Regions from separate parts of the Zea mays genome. Here region 2 is linked to region 1. The links are chromatin contacts, called in public Hi-C maps. All regions are on one chromosome and are shown on one strand. The core of a region is the stretch at or near the end of the contact, and the rest is flanking DNA. Distances in the headings are between cores, read along the strand shown. Region 1 has its middle 310 kb from the start of LOC103646962. Region 2 holds the start of LOC103646963 (probable NAD kinase 2, chloroplastic).

What was found. A called contact is a pair of places that touch in the nucleus more often than the background predicts.
Region 2: a Hi-C map of ear shows a contact between it and region 1, with 2.4 times the contacts expected there. The contact joins the promoter of LOC103646963 here to the enhancer-like site in region 1. A contact is called at or near these places in 2 of 25 Hi-C or Micro-C datasets (ear and tassel).

What each region holds. Positions count from the first base shown.
Region 1 is chr2:132,980,516-132,987,727 of Zm-B73-REFERENCE-NAM-5.0, forward strand. It overlaps the pseudogene LOC103648921. Among protein-coding and RNA genes, the nearest start is that of LOC103646962, 310 kb to the left of the region's middle. Within about 2 kb of position 2,611, at least 16 of the 20 cell types and tissues checked have an H3K27ac peak or open chromatin away from gene starts, as enhancers often do. A contact at or near this core is called in ear and tassel, where this site is marked.
Region 2 is chr2:133,364,955-133,372,166 of Zm-B73-REFERENCE-NAM-5.0, forward strand. It overlaps LOC103646963 (probable NAD kinase 2, chloroplastic), which reads right to left and starts at 2,892. Exons shown (of 8, transcript XR_004856329.1): 1 at 1,715-2,892; 2 at 1-1,348. It overlaps LOC103648924, which reads right to left and starts at 4,595. Exons shown (of 1, transcript XM_035965077.1): 1 at 3,526-4,595. The coding sequence starts at 4,595. The coding sequence ends at 4,128. LOC103646964 (a long non-coding RNA gene) reads left to right here and starts at 2,461. Exons shown (of 2, transcript XR_562571.4): 1 at 2,461-2,926; 2 at 3,060-3,267.

The DNA.
Region 1 (7,212 bases), core at 1,361-3,860:
AAGAGTCAACTCTTGTTATTGCTCTTATTGATGGTGTTATCGTACATTATGCTTGCTGCAATGGAGATACATGGTCATCTGAGCTCGACATTCTTTGTAAAGCTGAGCCACGAATTATCACAACATTCAAGGTGTTGTTAAGTCTTTTTTTATGATTGCACAAATCATTAGCAAACATATAATTTTTCACTGTTTCCTTCTGATTTGTTCAGAGTGCGGCAGGCTACCATTGGTGGTGTAACCATAGATGGGCTTCTTGCACCAGCAGCTCGATTCTCGATTGGGCTTGCATTTGTGCTGATAGAATTTTTCACCACTCAATGTGCTCCTGATGTATTCTAGAACCAGCTGCTAGCTATACCCTTGGCACAGCTGTCGGCCTATATGGAAGTTTGATCGATTCCTTCTTGGGCGCAACAGTTCATTATAGTGGGTTCTACAGTGTTCACAAAAAGGTATTACAACCAAACTATTTGAAAATTTTGCCAGTGTCTCTACATATCATTGTCTCTGGTTTTGAAAGCTTATTCTCTGCTATGTCATGCTTGTTTTGCTTAGCGACTAAAGACCACAAAATATGAAAGTAATTTTCCTAGAAATTGCAGACAAGTGTGACAAAAACATGAAGACTAGCCGCAACAAACACGATTCAACCATATTTCTCTTTTCTAACATTGATGAAATTTTCTTCTGATATCTACATTGCCCAAATTCTGAAAAATCTTCTCTAATAACTACTTATCACTTTTTGGTTGGTTATCTTCATGAAGGTTCCATATGGTCGGTCTCAACTTCGTTGTATACGAGTCCCTCAAAGACTAGCTAATCTAGACAAATTCATTTGGCCTTGCAAATGACAACGAGATTCACGTAGTTACAAGGCTTGAGTGCGGAGCTGTGGCTGGAACCATTGGCCAGACTGTTGCATACCCTCTTGATGTCATCAGTAGAAGAATGCATATGGTTGGATGGAGCCATGCTGACTCTATTGTTATTGGGCAAGTCAAAGAAGCACTCCAGTACAATGGCATGATCGATGCATTCAGGAAGACTGTTCGCCACAGAGTTGGTGCTCTATACAAGGGTCTTGTGCCGAACTCAGTCAAGGTAATCCTTCTAAGAAAACTTTAAAGACTTTTGATGTTGCCTAACGTTAGCTGGCAAATTGTTTCTAGATTTCTGTCAATATTTTGTTCTGTAAAATTCTATGTAGTCTGTTTCTAACATCCTGCCCTTGTTTTGTCGTCTCCAGGTGGTGCCCTTAATTTCCATTGCATTTGTGACTTACGAGGTTGTGTAAAGGATGTGCTAGGAGTAGAGATTAGAATATCAGACTGATCAAGGAACCAACGAGGGTAGTATTGGTCGTTTTCAATTTCTATTTTTATAGGTTTTGGGAAGTTGTGTTTTTGTAGGCAGGGTGGGTAGAAGGATATGACTGTGGCTCCATTCAGCATCAGGCCCTTTCAACCCATGTTGGATATATACTGCTACTGGCTTTAGGTCTTAGAATTGTTGCTGGATTGTGCAAAAAATAATAAGTTGGTTGTAAAGCTTTTAAGCATCTGTCTAACTCATCAAAAGAAGTCTATTCCTTGTTGATGTATCGAGATTGAACTTAAAGCGAACTGCATGTTGCTAATAGTTGATTCTAATGATTTTTCTTAGCCTCTGTCGCGTCTCACTTTCACGCGGTTGCTGGTGATTTTATCCCACATGACCGTTCAAAATTTTAGAGTTCTATGCTTGATGTTCATACATAGCATTTTTTGAGATATTTGTTCGCGCCTGAGAAGAAATGTGACATAATCAATGGTCTCGGTGATAAGAATCGTCCCTAGCAAAAGGGCCTCTAAAGGTCGATTTCTATATTGATTCTTTAAAAATAATTTGTGTGATATTATAATGTTCTCTCTACATTAATTTATTTTATTTGAGTCGGAAGATTTATATCAACATTACATGTTTATATCGTTAATATAATATTATTGTTCTGATAATATTTTGTCATGGATTTTGCTTATCATAGTGACGTTTGTTGTTATATATTTATATTTTATACTAATTTTAGCTTCCATGGCAACGCACGAGCAAATACCTAGTAAACAATTAACAAAAGACACCTAAATAACCTATGCATCATATTGGATTTATTTGTTTGTGCATTTTATACCAGCAATGTTAATAAAAAAATCGTATTATTATCCAAATTTGAATTTAACCTAAGTTACAATTTAGGAATTTGGAAAAACAACATAGAAAAAGAAATAGAAAGAGAAAGAATATAGAATTTATAGAATATCTATATAAAAGATGTATCTTCAAAGTCAGTTTTTAATGGCAATATAAACTTGAGGATAAATTTGTCACAAGAATGGAATTTAAATTGGAAAGGGAAGTTTGAATTTGGGAAGGAAGAAAAGAAGGTGGAAAATAAAAAAAAGTTTAAAACGCCGTTTGGGCCAGCTCCAATCCATTTCGGCCCACTTCCTCCCTTAACCACTGCGCGACCCAACTACTGACGTCTCGTGCTGTCGTGCACGCCACTCTCCAGCTGACCCCAACAGGCGGGCCCATGCCGTCAGTCTCGGGTATTTCGTGCGCGAAGCACCTCCCTTGGTCGTGTGGCCCCGCTGGTCAGATCAGTCTTCCCCATCTCATGGGCATTCTGTTGGAGCGGCTCCGTACGGTGTGGTCTGAGAATCGGGTGACGGAGTCCATGCGCCTTGGGATAGAGTCGTGGCTCCTCGGGCCATAAATACGATGCGTAGGGGTTGACTTCTTCCCTTACTCACCATACCGCAACAACCAAAACCAGGGAGAGGGTGCACCGTCGAGACGGGCGGAACGAGGGAGTGCGCGTTCGTGGATTCTACCGCTCGAAGGTGCGGTTCTCGGTCAGTGGGGCTTAGCGGGGAGCGCAAGAGAAACCGCCCGTTTCTAGCATGGTGGCGAGCATCGGCGGCGTCCCAGGTGTTGGGAATTTCTCGCTGGAGCCCAACCAATCCCGCCAATGCGCTACTCATCGTGGTCGGGTTCGTCCGCGGTGAATTGTAAGGTACGTGCCCGTTCGTAGCATTCGCCAGACGTAGGGAATCGTGTAGCGCCCTGCGAATTAGTGTTTTGCGCGTGGTACCGAGATTTAGGGGATCCGACCATGGCGCAACCGCACCGGGCGGCTGTGTCGCCGGTAAGTCTGGCGGCTGGAGGAAGACAGCTCTCTTGCCGTTTAATCCGTTACGGACGGTGTAGATTAGATGAACACGTAACCCTTCGTTGGAGCAGATCCTAGCCGTTAGATCGTAAATGGACGGTCGCATAGTGATCCTAACATTTTAAATCCCTGTCGTCGGTTCCCAATCGGATGGTTATCTGCGGCGCTCTGAGTTTTATCCGGGCAGATCTAATCCACACCACTTGCGCGAGATCCGACGGCCAGTACGCGGGGATACCCCTTTGCGTGACATGTTATCTAAAGAGACCTTAGGTTATTAATGATTTAACCCGCAGTCCACCCTGTACAGCACTCTGAGTCATAGGAAGAATTACCCCGAGGTCCTTGTGTTTTCCAGAAATAGGCGCCCAGTCCAGAGAACAGAAAAACTAGGGAAATTAAATTAGAAATAGATTTTTAGTATTAAATTAATTGCAGAAACTTGTTTAATTTGTAGAAAATTCATATGAACTCCAAATTGGTCCATTCCAGTTCCTAAATTTTTGTAATATTATTGTTTATCCATTAGTACCACTGTTTTGGCATTAAAGACACACTAAAATTTATCTATTACTTAATCTTGTATTAAATACATAAAACCTTTAGAAATTCATATCTTAAAAACTATAACTCCAAAATTAATGATTCTTGTTCCTAGGATCTTATTTTATAGTGTAGATTTTTATTGTATATTGTATTCACATGTTTGGTGTGATATTAATTTCTCCTTTATATTATGCATGTTTGTATTGATGCGAGTAGACGAGCAAGTCACCGAGGATCCTGAGGTTCAGCTGGTAGAGACTGCTGAGCAGGAGCTCGTTGAAGGCAAGTTGTGCCCTTTATCACTTCGTTTTTACCCAGTCATGTTCTTATTAAATATAATGATCTGCATAGGTTAATTTTGATGGGATCCAATAGGTTACCTTAGTTTTGGCTATTTTTATACCTTGTTTTACCACTGAATATTTTTGGGTAGTATATGCTATTGCTTTATGCGGTTTTGGGTATGGAGATATACATCACTCTTTTATACACTTTTGTTATCAGTTATATTTACTGTTCATGATAAGATCATTATGTTAATGGGAACATGGAGAACCACCCGGGAAAACAGTGCTACCACAAGGGTAGTATGGGATGCCCTTGGCTGATTAACTAGGAAAGCTAATGGATGACTACCTTACCCGAATGGGGCAATGGCAGTAGGGGAGTGGTCCGTGTAGAGAGGTCCTTGGGTTGATTTTGCTGCGATGGCGGTCAGGCGAGGGATTCCTGCACTGGAGCTTCTATAAACTATAGCGGGTTTTCTGAAGCTAGTGGAACTTTGTAAAGGCCTCGTAGTGGTACCCTGCCTCGCTTCCTTGGTAGAGGTTTATGGGGTCTGATCAACTCTGTGGCAAATGGGTAACACGACTTGTGGGTAAAGATGCGCAAACTCTGCAGAGTGTAAAACTGGTATACTAGCCGTGCTCACGGTCATGAGCGGCTCGGACACTCACATGATTAATTTATGAAACTTAAATTCAATTTGTCATACACTACACGACGATTGATCTTTAGCGACCCTTATTAGGTACCAACTGTTGGTTGCTAAAGGTTAGGGACCGACGGTCAGTCGCTAAATCCTTTTGTAGCAACGGTCGGTTGGTCGCTAAAAGTCTAGAATTTTAACAACTTATGATTGGTCGCTATAGATGTCGTCGGGGACTAGCGGTGGGTTGCTATAGAATTAATGGGCCTTCCTGGGCCATCCTCAAACCCTACACATCTTCAGCCTCGCCAGCCACCTAGCCGTCCTCAGCCGGCAGCCAGCAGGGTGCTTTGCGCCACCCCGCCCTTCTTCCTCATCCTCCTCGCCTCTGTCTACCTGCTCGCCTCCGTCACCATCTTCTCTGCCCCACGCCGCTGCTCCGCCTCCGATTGGCCTCTCCCAGGCCGCTGATCCTCCCGAAGCTCGCGTCGCCGCCGCCTGCGCCAGAGCTCTTTGATCTAGACGGCGAGAGTGTCCGGGTCCGCCTCACCAATGTCGTTCCTCGTCCCGGACAAGAACGGTGCGGGTTCTCTTTGGTACCTACCTTCTGTTTGCTTGTGCTCTACAACGGTTCTGACTCTTCCGTTTCACCATGCTCGGCTCGTCTTCCTCCTAGGGGTTCTCGCTGATGTGGTGCTCGGATTCGACTCGCTGGATCCGTACCAGGTGAGTTCTTGATGCATGCGGTTTCATTTGGAACCATTAATTAGCGCACTGGCACATTTCTTGGAGATCTCTGCGGGATTCGAGTTAGGAGTCCGAAGGGAGATATTTTGTTGTTTTCATACTTTTGAAAGTCAACTTGTGCATCCCGATTCGAGAGAAAAGGCTACAAGCTTGTTGCCATCAAGCTGATTGTCCCATCCAAAGGATTCGCTGAGAAGCATTACCATGATCTCAAGGAAAGGCCTTTCTTCAACGGGTTGTGTGACTTCCTCAGCTCTGGCCTTGTACTTGCAATGGTAAGAAGGAACGAACAACCCTACAGAAAGAGTTGTGCTTACATACATGGACAAGAAAAGGTGACTGATTTTCTCTAGGTTTTGGAAGGAGAGGGTGTCATCAAGTATGGGAGAAAACTAATTGGTGCCACAGACCCACATAAATCTGAACCAGGAACCATCAGGAGCGATCTTGGCGTTGTTGTGGGAAGGTTAGGTACCTTACCTTTTCTCTTGAGATTTGCGTTTCGCATCATGCAAGCTTATTACAACAAACTCTCTTGAGATTTGCGTTTCGCATCATGCAAGCTTATTACAACAAACTCACAAGCTTGTTATGAACACACCAGAAACATCATTCATGGAAGTGATGGCCCGGAGACAGCAAAGGATGAGATCGCCTTGTGGTTTGAACCCAAGGAGCTGGTCTCTTATACCAGCAATGCGGAGAAGTGGGTCTATGGGGTGAATTAACCAGCGACTAAATCTATTGAGGTTTGCTTTTTTCTTTTCAGTTTTCACATAATTGCCGACAGACCAAGGCTGGATGTAATAAAGTAGCTACCGTCACCTATTACTTTTGAGTTGGATTAATTGTGGTGCAGTAAGGCACAAGGAAAGGAAGGAATACACCGTGAAATTTGTTAATCTTCATGAGTCTGTTTTTGCTCTTGTTTTCAGTAAGGCACAAGGAGTGCAGTGCCAAGCAAGCAGAGGGGAGAGCTGAGTTTTATTGGCATCTTCATTCAAGCCTTTGTACAGGGGCTAGCTAACCAACTAGACTACCACCACTTTCAGCTCTTCACTCCCTCGGCTCGCACCAAAACGGCTGGGTAGAGGAGGTGGATTTTGAACAGCTGAATGATCGATTGAACAGAACAGTAAGTGCGTTCACTCCCTTGGCTCCAAGGTTCTGTCAGAATTGGAAATGTAAGTGCATTCTTTTCCCCATGACAAGTAGGATATAGCAACTTCCTTGTTAGAACAGAACAGTACAGGTTACTCAGTTATTATACTTTGAGTTATGTAATACTCCGTATTATAGTACTAGAAGAAGATGAGATAGTATTTTTATATATTTTTCCTGCGAAAGTGCAGCCAAATTTACTGATCCATAGAAACTTATAATACTGTTATTAACTACAGTATTATGATGCTATCTTTAAAATATTTTTACCAGTAATAACAGTATTAAACCTTGTATATGCAAGCTCTGTTTTTAATATCTCTTGTGTTCAATTAATTATACTAAAACATTTGGTTGTACCGTTGGTAACGAGTAAACACACATTCAGGCATTACTCATATCTTTTCTTGGTAACTTGGAGCATCCATTGTTTGGTTCAATATGTGTCAAGACTTCAACGACTGTATTTTTATTTGCAAATGTAGCAACAATATAATAATTTGATGTACTTTTTTCTAGGGTGTTCTGGACAAAGAAAGCTTGTACCTTAAGATAGGAGGATACAAGAAGCTGGAGTGGTTGTCTTAAGGCTTTTGAACTGCTTGAAGCATTAGTG
Region 2 (7,212 bases), core at 1,642-4,141, 380 kb after region 1:
TTTGTTTTCTCCTTGAGACCAGCAAGCTACTTGATTGTCTCCTTGAGTTCAGAACAGATTTTGGATAAACCTTTTTGCTTCTAAAAAACTTGCTCATCTCTTTTCTAGAGAAAATATCACAAGTAGGAAATTGTGCTTTAAGGGGGTTACTCTCCAGTTTAAAGTTTGACAAGGGTTCTGTCCCAGTCCCAAGCATTTCACCTTGTTGAGTACTTTGGTCATCGGAAAGGGCATTAGTGACCTCCAGATTATGACGAGCTGTCTCTATGTCTATCTCACATGATTCTCCATTGTTCATGGTCCTATCAGATTCCGTTACCATACCAATTTCAGTTCGATTCATAGAGGAGCTTGGGCTGCCCGTGTGCTGCTTGGTCTTGTCACTTGTCAGGACCTTACCATTCCCATTTATATAGTGATTTTGGACAGCCAATCTCTCTGAACGAGTAACATATTGTTTCCATCTTGAGACCATTGCAGACGTCCTAGAAACACCTTCTTTGCTATGGAGATAAATGGGCTTCTTTGCGCCATCTGACACAAGAGCTGCAAATTGTTTAACCTGTTCAGCTGATGGTGCAGTTCCGATCTCAACCAGCATATTCACCACCTCTATCTTCCCAGATGAGACAGCCTCCTGAACTGCTGAAAGGTACAAATCATCTTTAACATCTTCTTCCCGGAGATCAACAATAGTTTTGAATCCCTTTTCTAGTAGCCATGCCAGCCCCTCCTCACTGACTTGCCCTCCCCTCCAAAATGCAACCTCGGGCTCATCTGTTCCTGAATCATCTGACACAATCGAAAGGTACACCGGAAACCAATTCGCAAATAATGTCGGACATGGATAACCATCAGGCCTTGAGAAACCTGCATCGTAACAAGCGTTCTTCAATCTCTGCAGCTTCCTCCATATATTCAACCCCCTGGGCTCACTCGGTACAAGGTAGCTGGCAAGTGCCAGCTGCATACTCTCACAGCAACGCTTCATGTCTCCACGGAACAAGGTGAGTGGTGGGATCATATCAGAGGTGCTGTCCACAGATCCATGGAAAGCACTTGCAACACCTGATCTCCCTGAGAGCACCTCATTCCTTCCCCGGTTCAGCAACGCCAGCATGCAACCAAGGACGGCAGTGACCTTGTCTTCCAGGATTGGCAGATCCTCTGATTCCACATCATAGCGTACAGGACACTCTCCTGTCTCTGGATCACAAAGTGCTGACATAACTGCGGTGTGGAGCTGCTCGGCAGCACGGAATATGCGGCAGTAGGCCTCAATCTCCGCGATGTCACCAGGCACCGGACCGATCCACAACAACTGGGACGGGTCCCTTGTCTGAAAATTCTACAAGAAATCATTCTATCAATCAAATACAGCATCATCGTCTCATCCATCACACATGGAAGTAGGAAAATACTCAATACAAAATTGGCAAGTCTGGCATGGAGCTATCGATGCAAGCAAACAAGAAAGAAAATCCAAGCGGATGTCTAGCATCATATAGCACTGAAGGACAAAATTTTCCCCGACAATCAGGGTAAACTACTGGATGAGCTATTACCGGACCGCAGCTATATTTCCTACAGAACTATAAACGTTACTGTTGAAGTTTGTAGAACTAGACGCTGCCAAGACCCCAGAAGCGCGATCGGAGCTGCTCCCCAACTGTTCGACGAAGTGCTCAAGAACGGGGAAGGAGGGCCAACCAACCTGGGAATCGAGCCCGAAGAACGACGCCCGCGTGGTGACGCCATGGCGCGCCGCCCCCACCGCCACGGATCGCCACCACCACCTGCCGGCGACCCAGGCGACTCGCACGCCGGCGACAAACGCAGCCGGGAGCTTGGCGGGCCCGTGTGGCGCGCAGACGTCGAGCATCAAGCCAAGCGCGGCGCCGGCGGCGGGGAGAAGGGGTCGGGGCCAAGAAAGGAGTAAGCCTTGCGCGGACACAGCTACGAGCTCTCGTCGAGGGAGAGCGGCGGCGTCGCTGTCGAGGTAAATGTTGTCCCGGCGAGCGCCCCGATGGCATGCGCAGGATGACAGGAGCCGGAAGGAGGGGGGCTAGAGATCATAATTGACTGGATTGTCACAGTTGGTTCCTGAAAAGGCCGTGGCCTTTGAGGGAGGAGCAATGGAATCGTCGAAAACAAGGGGTGAAGGTGAAGGCAGCTGCGGCGAGATTATTGCCACTATGGAACACGACAGAGTTGGTTTCGACGAAATGGAGGTGTAGAGAAGGGCTTCGACAGTTTGGAGGCGTAGACGACGACGAAGCGCTGATATGGACATAAAAACCCCATTAGTTGTTACGGACACTAATTAGGGGGTGTTTGGTTTTAGAGACTAATTTTTAGTCCCTCCTATTTATTCCACTTTAGTCACTAAATTGTCAAATATGGAAACTAAAATAGAGTTATAGTTTCCATATTTTGCAATTTATAGACTAAAATGGAATAAAATGGAGGGACTAAAAATTAGTCCCTAGTAACCAAACACTACCTTAATCTCCCGCCGTGAGAATAAATCTCCTTGGCCAGGCTGCCGTGTTCAGCGCCGTCATCCCAGGGGGGCCGTGGTGTCGGACTCGGACGGCGAGATGGTCGCGAACGGCGGCGAGCCAGGAGGTGGCGGGAGCACGAGCACACGGGCTCCTCTCCCCGATCCCGATCTGTGTGCCTGGCTGCTTGCAACCTCCGTGGGATGGAGGCGGCGCGGCAGCAGCAGGAGGAGTGCTCGTGCGGCGGGGCCGAGGCCGCTGACCAGTTCGAGCGGCTCCACGACGCGGTGCTGCTCGACGTCCTCAATCGCATCGACGACGTCAAGGCGCTAGGCCGCTGCGCTCTCGTCAAAACTCAGCTTGTTACCAGGGTTTGATTTGAGGATTGTATGGAAAGCAGAGTATGTGCTTCCTGAGATTTATGGGTAAGTCTGAATCAGCACTAACGCTACTTAAATGAATTACTTATAATTATTAGAAGCATTCGAGCAAAGATCCTAGTTCCTGAGCACAATTTGAACTCACGAACACTATCATCGACATATTTGCTCTACACAGGGCTGTTGGCACAGGAGAACCAGTCTTCAGTATGAACTATGGAAAGTTGCATGCATCGATAGATCGGGTCGAGGCTATCGTTACTCAGTCAGATCGGTATTGATCTCCCAGTGCGGAAAGGCAAGGGAGTTTCTTGATCAATAACAAACACGTTGAGTAGATCCCAGGGTTACAAGAAGGATTCTGAAGCTCCGTGCCTGATGTACAGCAAATACCAGAGTTCAGGACCACACTTTGAGCAGCTGTTTGAGTTCTCCAAACCTTTTGACTTTGAGCGGCTTCTGCTGCTTCTGAAAGCGTAACTATAAATAATGTTTATCCTGCTTGTGTACGAAACACCATAGTATCAGTAATTCAGTATAGTGAGCGACGTCAAAGCATGATCTCTATGCATCAAGATTTGTCTTCTAAGCTATTCGGAAGTACGCTTAAACCCTGCAAAAGTGGCCGCAGTAACGAAATAATGTGATTTAACGATTTGTTCCATTTCTCTTCAAAATCTGCTCCGCCGTATGGAAGCACCAGAACAAACAGGTTACAAGCATGGACACGACGTTAGGGTTAATGTCTAGAACATCATTCATTCACTGGTCAACCGGTACAGTATAGCAAAAATGCCTGTTCAGATTAAGCTAAACTTTGAGGGATTTCTCTAGACAGCCAATGTCTCCCCAGATGGCCAGAGACACGAGCTACCAATTCATTTACTCTTGCGCTCACTGTTGTAGTCATCAATCAGCTTCTCAACATCCTTCCAGAACAGGCCTTCCACGAGAACTCCTTCCTTTGTAAACCCGAACAAGAATAATGTTAGATGTGTACAAATGAACATCCAGGAGAAAAGAAACCGAGTCATGTCATAAGGACGTAAAATTTCAAGCAAAAGCTATCAAACTGCATTCAGGAAAACTAGGTCGTCGTGTTGACAGTTCGAACAATAAATTATTTATATGCATAACTATAGTCCAGATTTCCACAAGAGATGCATCTGCTCGAGACTCAAAAATGTAAATCTGCTGAACTGAAGACTACTGGGCACATACCACTTTGTCATGCATCTACTCTAGTCTAGTTGGTAAAAAAAATTGAAGCGAGGTAGAGCTGCATCTCCAAGCGGTTCTCCTGGTCGACGACTTCCAGGAAGACGGGGTCGACGGTGATGTGGCTGTCGATGCGGACGGAGAAGGGGCGGGACCAGAGCAGCACCGCGGCCTCGCCGGCGATCTCGACGGCCGCGTCCAGCTCCATGTGGCGGCGCGCGACGTCGAAGAGGAGGGCGCGGGCGCGCTGCGCGAGCTCGACGCCGTCGAGGCGCGCCGGGAGGTGGAGCAGGCGGCAGGAGGTGGCGGGCTGCTCGCCGGCGTTGAGGCGGGCGGTGCCGAGGTGCGCGCCACCGTAGAGGATGGAGACGGTAGAGGGCCCGTAGCGCACGGGCACGACGTTGGGGTTGGTGGCGTGCACGGTGAGGGTGAGCCCGATGTCCAGCGCCGCCGGCGGGCGGAAGTTGAAGGCGGACAGGCTGATGAGATGACGGCGTGTGATTAATTAGTGTCCGTAACAACTAATAGAGTTTTCATGTCCATATCAGCGCTTTGCTGTCGTCTGCGGCTCCAAATTATCGAAGCCCTTACCTACACCTCTATTTCGTCGAAACCAACACTGTCGTGTTCCATGATGGCAATAATCTCAGCTGCGGCAGGTGCGCCATTGCGATTGTGTGCTGTGTTCCTCCAGCAACTGCCAGATGGAGCACACGGAGTGCACAAAAAAAAAGTTTGGAAACAAAATGTGCTTAGAAAAAAAAGGCGAGGCGGAGGAAAATGGGTGGAATGAAACCATGAGTTGAGATGAGCGAAGTCTTCTTTTTCTGAAATTGACGCTCTCGGAGGATTGCTAAAACGGATGTCGTTCGAGTTGTGACAATACCAATCGTGGACCACAATGTGAGGTCGAGTTTCTAGATTGGTGTGGGCTCCGGTACAATGGATGCTGTAGGGAACTGGTAGATTAGTTTTGGTTTTAGGGATTTTTCTTATCCCCCTAACTCTGAAATCTACTAGAAACCGTCCTACCAAAACTAACTCTCATAAGCAAGTAAGATGCTCATTTAATTCGTGCAATCGCTATTATTTAGGAGAAAATCTAAATACTTTTTTTTGAAGAGTACACTTATAAGCAAACTCATACAATAATAAAGGATCTTCACAAATCATAAATTGTGAGGAACATGTCACTATCTATCTTCACTCCTGTCTCTGTCTCCCCTTCGCCAACCATACACTATACCATTGATTATGGCCCCATAGTGACAAAATTAGGATTTGTTAAACCCCTATATTAATTTATAACAAAAGCACGTCAAAAATAGATTTCAAAAGTTACATGACAACCGTATCGTAACGTAAAGATAGCTAACATACGAAAAACGTTATTATAAAACAATATCTTTATTCTTCTTTATCAGTTAATCTATTATAAGGATGAAAACGTATATTTCCTCCGTCCTAAAATATATAATTCGTGTTAGACTAAATATAAATATATTTTGTATATATGTCTATATTCATTATCACTTATCTGAATATGGACGTAAAAATGAGGTTACAAAAAACTATATTTTGGAATGGAGAAAGTATTACATACTTAAAACACGCAACAAAGTGCAAATAAAAATTTAGGACACATATTATATAAATACCATCGAAACAAGGTAACTAATCACGTGATTTCTCATAATTTAAGAAAAGATACAAAAATTAGGCAACACCCTAGGCGATAGCCTAGGTGGCTATATGTCTGCCTCCAACTCGAGCCCCACGCATGCGAATCTTGAAGGCCATGTGAAAGTCGCCTAGAGGGGGGGTGGATAGGCGAAACCTGAAAATTAAAACTTTATCCCCCAACTAGATCCCTTGATTAGTGGTTTAGAACAAGATAAACAATTATCGGAGTATATAAAAGGTAAGTCCTTTGCTTGTAATGAAAGTTGCTTTGAAATAATGCGGAATTGATAATCAATACAACTACTAGATATATGAATAGTAAAGCAAGAAGGCTTAGATGGGAAGAGCAATAAGTAAAGTTCTTTCTTGCGGAGTGTTGCTTCACTAAATGAGAATTTAACTTAAAGCAACACCAAATGATATAAGCAAAGAATAGTGCAAGAGAACTTAGAGTAAGGGAAAGCAAACAAATCACAAGCAAAACACAATGAACACGGGTGATTTGTTTTACCGAGGTTCGGCCCTCGAAGGCCTAGTCCCCGTTGAGGAGTCCACTTAAGGACGGGTCTTTTTCAACCCTTTCCCTCTCTCTCTCCCGATCACACAAGGATCGGCGAGCTCTTCTTCTTCACAAGGATCACTCTCGATCCCACAAGGACCACCACACTCTTTGGTGTCTCTTGCTAGCTTTTACAAGTCTCCAACACTTTGGAGGAAGTTTGAATGGGAGTCAAAACTCCACGCGCAAATGAACACAAAGATGAAGCACACACTATCTCTCAATGAATCTCACAAGGCACTAGGGCTAAACTCAATTGAGTAGCTCTCAATTGCTCGCTCTCTCTTTTGTGGCACTTGTGTTGGTTGTAGTGGGCTAGATCTTGTGTATAGGATGTATCAATGAATATATGTGGTTGGGAGGGCTTGAGTATGTCAACTAGATGACTTGGAATGTTGCTTGGACTCCCACCCTTGAAGTGGCCGGTTGGGGTGGTATTTATAGCCACCATCCAATTTTGTAGCCGTTGGAGAAGCTGCTGGCGATGGGCGCACCGGACAGTCCGGTGCACACCGGACATGTCCGGTGCGCCAGCCACGTCATCCTAGCCGTTGAGATTGGAGCTGGTCGACCGTTGGAGGCTTTGTCCTCATGTGGCACCGGACAGTCCGGTGCACACCGGACAGTCCGGTGCCTCTCTGATCTTCTGCTCTGACTTCTGCCGCGTGTACTGTTCTGCACTGTTTACTGTCAGAGTCGACCGTTGGCGCGAAGATGACCGTTGCTCCGCTGGCACACCGGACAGTCCGGTGTACACCGGACAGTCCGGTGAATTTTAGCGGAGCAGTCTTCGTGAAATCCCGAGGCTGCCGAGTTCCTGAGGCCGCGTTCCGTTGGAGCACCGGACACTGTCCGGTGTACACCGGACAGT